2 separate regions of the Pan troglodytes genome follow, and region 1 is linked to region 2. Evidence: chromatin contacts called from public HiChIP or PLAC-seq data. All regions are on one chromosome and are shown on one strand. The core of a region is the stretch at or near the end of the contact, and the rest is flanking DNA. Distances in the headings are between cores, read along the strand shown. Region 1 holds the start of TRPC4AP (transient receptor potential cation channel subfamily C member 4 associated protein). Region 2 holds the start of ACSS2 (acyl-CoA synthetase short chain family member 2).

The links. HiChIP or PLAC-seq counts read pairs in DNA pulled down with a chosen protein or histone mark.
Region 1: a contact with region 2 is called in an H3K4me3 HiChIP or PLAC-seq map of stem cell-derived excitatory neurons, with 4 times the contacts expected there. The contact joins the promoter of TRPC4AP here to the promoter of ACSS2 in region 2. A contact is called at or near these places in 1 of 7 Hi-C or Micro-C datasets (stem cell-derived neural progenitor cells) and 1 of 1 datasets of contacts at active chromatin or transcription factors (stem cell-derived excitatory neurons).

What each region holds. Positions count from the first base shown.
Region 1 is chr21:41,326,880-41,329,651 of NHGRI_mPanTro3-v2.0_pri, forward strand. It overlaps TRPC4AP (transient receptor potential cation channel subfamily C member 4 associated protein), which reads right to left and starts at 1,482. Exons shown (of 19, transcript XM_514600.9): 1 at 652-1,482. The coding sequence starts at 819.
Region 2 is chr21:41,110,285-41,112,984 of NHGRI_mPanTro3-v2.0_pri, forward strand. ACSS2 (acyl-CoA synthetase short chain family member 2) reads left to right here and starts at 1,448. Exons shown (of 20, transcript XM_016937745.3): 1 at 1,448-1,548. The coding sequence starts at 1,521.

The DNA of each region.
Region 1 (2,772 bases), core at 232-2,731, 220 kb after region 2:
TCCCTCTTAACCATGACGCTCTACACTAGCAAACCAGATATAGTCTCTGCACCCGCTGGAACTCAGCCTAATGTGGGAGACGGGCGAGAAAAAGGCAGACAACAAAGAAATACGAAATTATAGACTAAGAAAGTAATGTAAACGAAACGAATTCGCGGCTGTGACAGAATAACAATGGGGACCTACTTTAGAAAGGGGAAGGAAAGAGTGTCAAGGAAAGGCCTGAGAAAATGACATTTATGAAACGCTTGGGAACCGTTTGGGGGCTGCAATGATGACCCCCTCCCCCACGCCCAATACACGGGATAAACTCGAGGCCCACAGAGGCTAAAACAAACACGACAGGGTCCCCCAGACGTGTAGACGTGGCGCAAAGAAGGGAGGATCCAGAAACTGGGCCCAGGGTTCGTACACGCCATCAGTGTCCACAGCAGCCCAGCCCCGCTCGGCCCCTGACAAGGGACATCAAGCCAGCTGCTTCCCACGGCCCCGCTGCGGCTGAGAGCGTCCGGGCAGCTCACAGGGAGGCCTTGCGGCCAGCCAAAAGGGCTTTGGCCCGTCCAGCGGCAGCCTGGAAAGGCCTCTTCCCCGGCCCCCCGCCAGCTCCCGCCTGGTCCGCCCCGCCCCGCCCCTCCTGGTCCAGCCTCGTACCTGCACCGCCCGGACCAGGCCCCGGCCAGTCAGCTGGCCCTGCCGCAGCTGCAGCAGAATGTTACCAGGCCGCGGCCGGCCGCCCCATCCGCCCCAAGCCGCCACTGTGGCTGCCGACCGTCTCCCTCGACCGGCTCCAGACCCAGCCGCTACCGGCGCCGCCGCCATGTCTCCTCGTCGGACAAACAGGAAGCAGGCGGCCTCGGGGCCGCGGAGATTTCTACGGGGCGGCGGAGGGGTCGCCGCAGCGCCCCCAGTGGGCCGTCGGCGGAGGCGCAAGCCGCGTGGCAGGGACCGTGCGCGGCGTGGAGGCTACTGGGAATTGTAGTCTTGCGCGGCAGCGGGGTAGGTGGGAAAAGAGATGTGGCCTTTCCTGCACTGCCGGTTTCTCTGGCCCCCGGGCCCAGCATTTCGGCGAAATCTCCCAAGGTCCACATTCTCCCATTTCTCTCGCCGATTTGGGCAGGATGCAGGCAGCTGGCCAAGAAATGATCCTGGGCTTCAGGTCAGGAGTCAGGCCCTCGAGTCCGCTTCCTGCCTGCTTCTTTCTACACGTGACTCACCGCGGACGTCGACCAAGTCATCGCGCTCTGCCACTGCGCCTGTGTCCTCGTCAGGTCACTCCATCTATAGATTCTGGGAGCCTGATCAATCGTAGTTCCTGGGGCTTTCTCTGCGCCCGACACCAAACCATGTCTAGGGGAAAGGGAGGGTGTCTGGGATACAGTGGTGAGCAGAACGGCCTGGGATCCTTTATCACGAAATGCAGGTTACAGGGGAAGACAGCAGATCCATACACAAAGAAACGCAGTCTCAAACTGGATAAGTTGTGTAACTGGATAGGTTGTTGTGAAATTAAATAATGGAAGGGAAAGGGATTAGTAAATTGTGACATCATATTCTCTGTCAGATGAAAACCCTGTCCTAATTTCTATCCACCAGCTAGCATGTTATCTCTACCATGACCCCAAATACTCATTTTTTCAGCTAACTTCTGTGGCAGGATGGCACTGACTCCCCCCACCCAACACACACACACTTTTTCCCTTCCTAGCAGGGGGCCTGTAATAAAAATGAAAGAGGAGAGCTAAGTGTGATAAGTGTGATATAACAGGGAATGGTGAAGATTGTGACTCATAACTAAGATGACTGTAACTTACTGCTCAAACCAGAACACTTTAAAGAATGAAAAGACACAATAAATAATTACACCGGGACGGTAGGCATGAAAGTGACTCTCCCAGGTGAACTGGCACTATGATTACCATCCTCACACCCCATCTAAAAGGAGTAGACTCACCATCCATCTTCATAGAACTAGAAAAAAGAATCCTAAAAATCATATGGAACCAAAAAAGAGCCTGCATGTCCAAAGCAAGACTAAGCAAAAAGAATAAATCTGGAGGCATCACATTACCTGACTTCAATCTATACTATAAGGCCATAGTCACCCAAACAGCATGGTACTGGTATAAAAATAGGCACATAGACCAATGGAATAGAATAGAGAACACAGAATAAAACCAAATACTTATAGCCAACTGATCTTCGATAAAGCAAACAAAAACATAAAGTGGGGAAAGGACACCCTATTCAACAGCTGGTGATAACTGGCAAGCCACATGCAGAAGAATGAAACTGGATCCTCATCTCTCACATTATACAAAAATAAACTCAGCCGGGCGCAGTGGCTCACACCTGTAATCCCAGTGGCTCACACCTGTAATCCCAGCACTTTGGGAAGCCGAGGTGGTCAGATCATGAGGTCAGGAGTTCGAGACCAGCCTGGCCAACATGGTGAAACCCCATCTCTACTAAAAATGCAAAAATTAGCTGGGCGTGGTGGCATGCACCTGTAGTCCCAGCTACTTGGGAGGCTGAGGCAGGAGAATCACTTGAACCCTGGAGACAGAGGTCACAGTGAGCCGAGATCACGCCACTGCACTCCAGTTTGATGACAGGATGAGACTCCATCTCAGAAAAAAAAAAAAATAGCCAAAGAAGTTACAGTCAGGAGATATTTTGTTCCCTATAGAAACTGAATATAACATCTTAAAATTTGTCCCTGAGTGTTGTTTCTTAGAAACTCAAACCCCCACCAAATGGATCTGCTGATCGGCA
Region 2 (2,700 bases), core at 198-2,697:
GGCTGGGATGAGGTCCTTGGAACCTGAATATTTACCATCATTTTAAGAGTTTTTGATGTGGTTCTGGAAAGGACACTTTGAGAAAGAAGGAGTGGTGGTAGTGATGGTAGGGCAGGAGTGGGGCAAGGTGGGGAATAGGTCTCCATATTCTGGATGTCTGGGTTCTATTCTGCTACCGCTCAAACACTGTGTAATCTTGGGCAAGACAATTAGTCTCTCTATCAGTTTCCCCATCTGTGAAATGGAAAGAATAATAGTACCCATTTTAGAGGGTTGTCATGAGGATTAAGTAACAGAATGGAAAGCGATTAGTATAGGGCTTGGCACCTACTCAATAAATGGCATCATCATCATCATCATCATCATTGCCTTAATCTGGTAGATTCATTCCCTCCAAACTCATCCATCCTCTCTCCACTCCGAACTTCTCCATATCCAAGGATGAGGGAGGTTCCTTCTTTTACGAGGTCTCTGTTCCAAACTTTCATTGTGAAGTCCACAGGAAGAGAGGGGGGCTGGTGAAGCCTCTATACACACATCCTTTCTCTTCCCAACCCCAGACCAGTCTCAGGGATGGCCTGAAGTGCTTGAAAAATCTACTATATACACAGCAGCTGCAGTAGCAACTATAGACAAGAGGGGGAAGCAGTGTGTCGGGAACAGCTCTGGGGTTTGGGTGTAGGACTTGGGAGAGAGGATAGGAAGGAGAGGGCTACTCAGAGCTGTGTGGTAAGAGTGCCCAGGGAGGGTAACAGTCTATCACCAAAACGTGTACCCATTGTCTGTGCCTTTCCCCACCCCAGAGAGTTCTTATCTCCTCAGTGATGTTTGTAGGGTCTATTACACTACCCTGAGGTCTAATCCCTCTGGTGGGACCCTTCCCCACTTGATGAGGTCTGCACCTTCTCAGTGATGTCCACTCCCACAGTGTAGTTGGCAGCTCCTCACTGGAGTTTGAGTCCTCTGGTAGGGTCCACGTCTCCTTAGTAAAGTCTATATCCTCTGTATCTCTTAGGGGAAATCCATGTCTCCTCACTAGGGTAAGTGCCCTTCAAAGCCATTCATGTCCTATTAGCAGGGCCCAGGGCCCTTCAGTCAGATCTGAGAACCCCCAGCAACATCTGTGCTCCCTTAGTGGAGTCCATGTACTGTCAGTGAAGTGTGTGTCCCTTCGGTGCAGTGAATATCTCCTTGATGAAAGTATCTGACCCCTTGGTGGGGTCTATGTCCACCCCAAGAGGTCTGTACTCCTTCAGTGGGCCCTGAGATTCCCGCCCTCCTCGGGATTGGGCAGACTCTCGGTCTCCCATAGAGAGATTTTTTTTTCAGCTTAGGGTGTGCAAGGTTTACGGTCAGCTGGGCAAAGAGCAGGGAAGTAGCTGGGAAGGGAGGCTGGGCTAGATGGCATCACAAGGCCTGTGTAGGCTTCAGGAGGTGGGAGCTGCCCGCTTCAGGCCTCAGAATCACTCTTGGAGTTAGATATTTAAGAATCCTTCCTGCCTTGACAGCCAGTCTGTGAAATGATGGTGAGGTGGGCACTTCTTCGTGGTGAGTGCAGGTGAGAGATGGAGGAGGGTCCTGCCTGACTTCTTTCTGGGGTGGAGGGGCTAGAGAGAAGCTAGAGGTAATTAAGCCCAGGTTGTGGTGGTGGTGGTGGGGGTTTCCCTTGGTGGAGTAAAGAGATTGTGAAGGAAAGAAGAGAATGTGGGCCAGGTGTGGTGGCTCACGCCTGTAATCCTAGCACTTTGGGAGCCCAAGGCGGGCAGATCACCTGAGGTCAGGAGTTCAAGACCAGCCTGGACAACATGGTGAAATCCCATCTCTACTAAAAATACAAAAATTAGCTGGGCGTGGTGGTGTGCACCTGTAATTCCAGCTACTCGGGAGGCTGAGGCAGGAGAATTGCTTGAATCCAGGAGGCAGAGGTTGCAGTCAGCCGAGATCGTGCCATTGCACTCCAGCCTGGGCGACAGAGCGAGAGACTCCATCTCAAAACAAAAACAACAACAATAAAGAGAATGTGAATGATTTTTCCTATTTGCACAGACTTTGATATTTTACAAGCCTTAGCTTCAAGCCTGACGAGGAAGTAAAACCAAATCTGGAGTCAAAGAACCTAGCTTTGGCCCTAACTTGGTCGTTATTTGCTCTCTGACTGTGCACCAGTTCCTTCCCTTTCCTGGGTTTGCCATTTGTGCAATTAGGAGGTGGGCTTATTACAAAAAACCTGAAGGTGTCTCCTAGTCTTCACTTATTGAGTCTTGTACTTTAGATCTGGATGGAGATTTGTGAAGGCAAGGAGATTGAAGACATGTCCTCATAAGAGGGAGAAAATCTGAGCTGGTTCCAGGGTGAACAGAGAGGAGATGCTGTCGCCAGAGCATGCCCTCAAGGTCATGGGAGAAGTTTTTCCGGAGGACGGGAATGTGGGTGTGGCTGAGAGAGGGGGGACCTGGAGGGAAGGGTGTCACCTGGAAGGAACTGGTGATAGGACTGTGCAATCAGATCACGGGGCGGCTCCGCGATGGACCTTACTCAACTCCTCTCCTTAGTCCATCCCTTTCCCTTTCGATCCTTGCCCTAACCCAACCCCTTATCTGTCACTCCAAGACCCCACCCCACTCTGGTCACTCCATGGCTCTGCCTCCTCTCCTGTCACAACCAGCCGGGTTACTCCCCATCACTCCATGGGCCCACCTC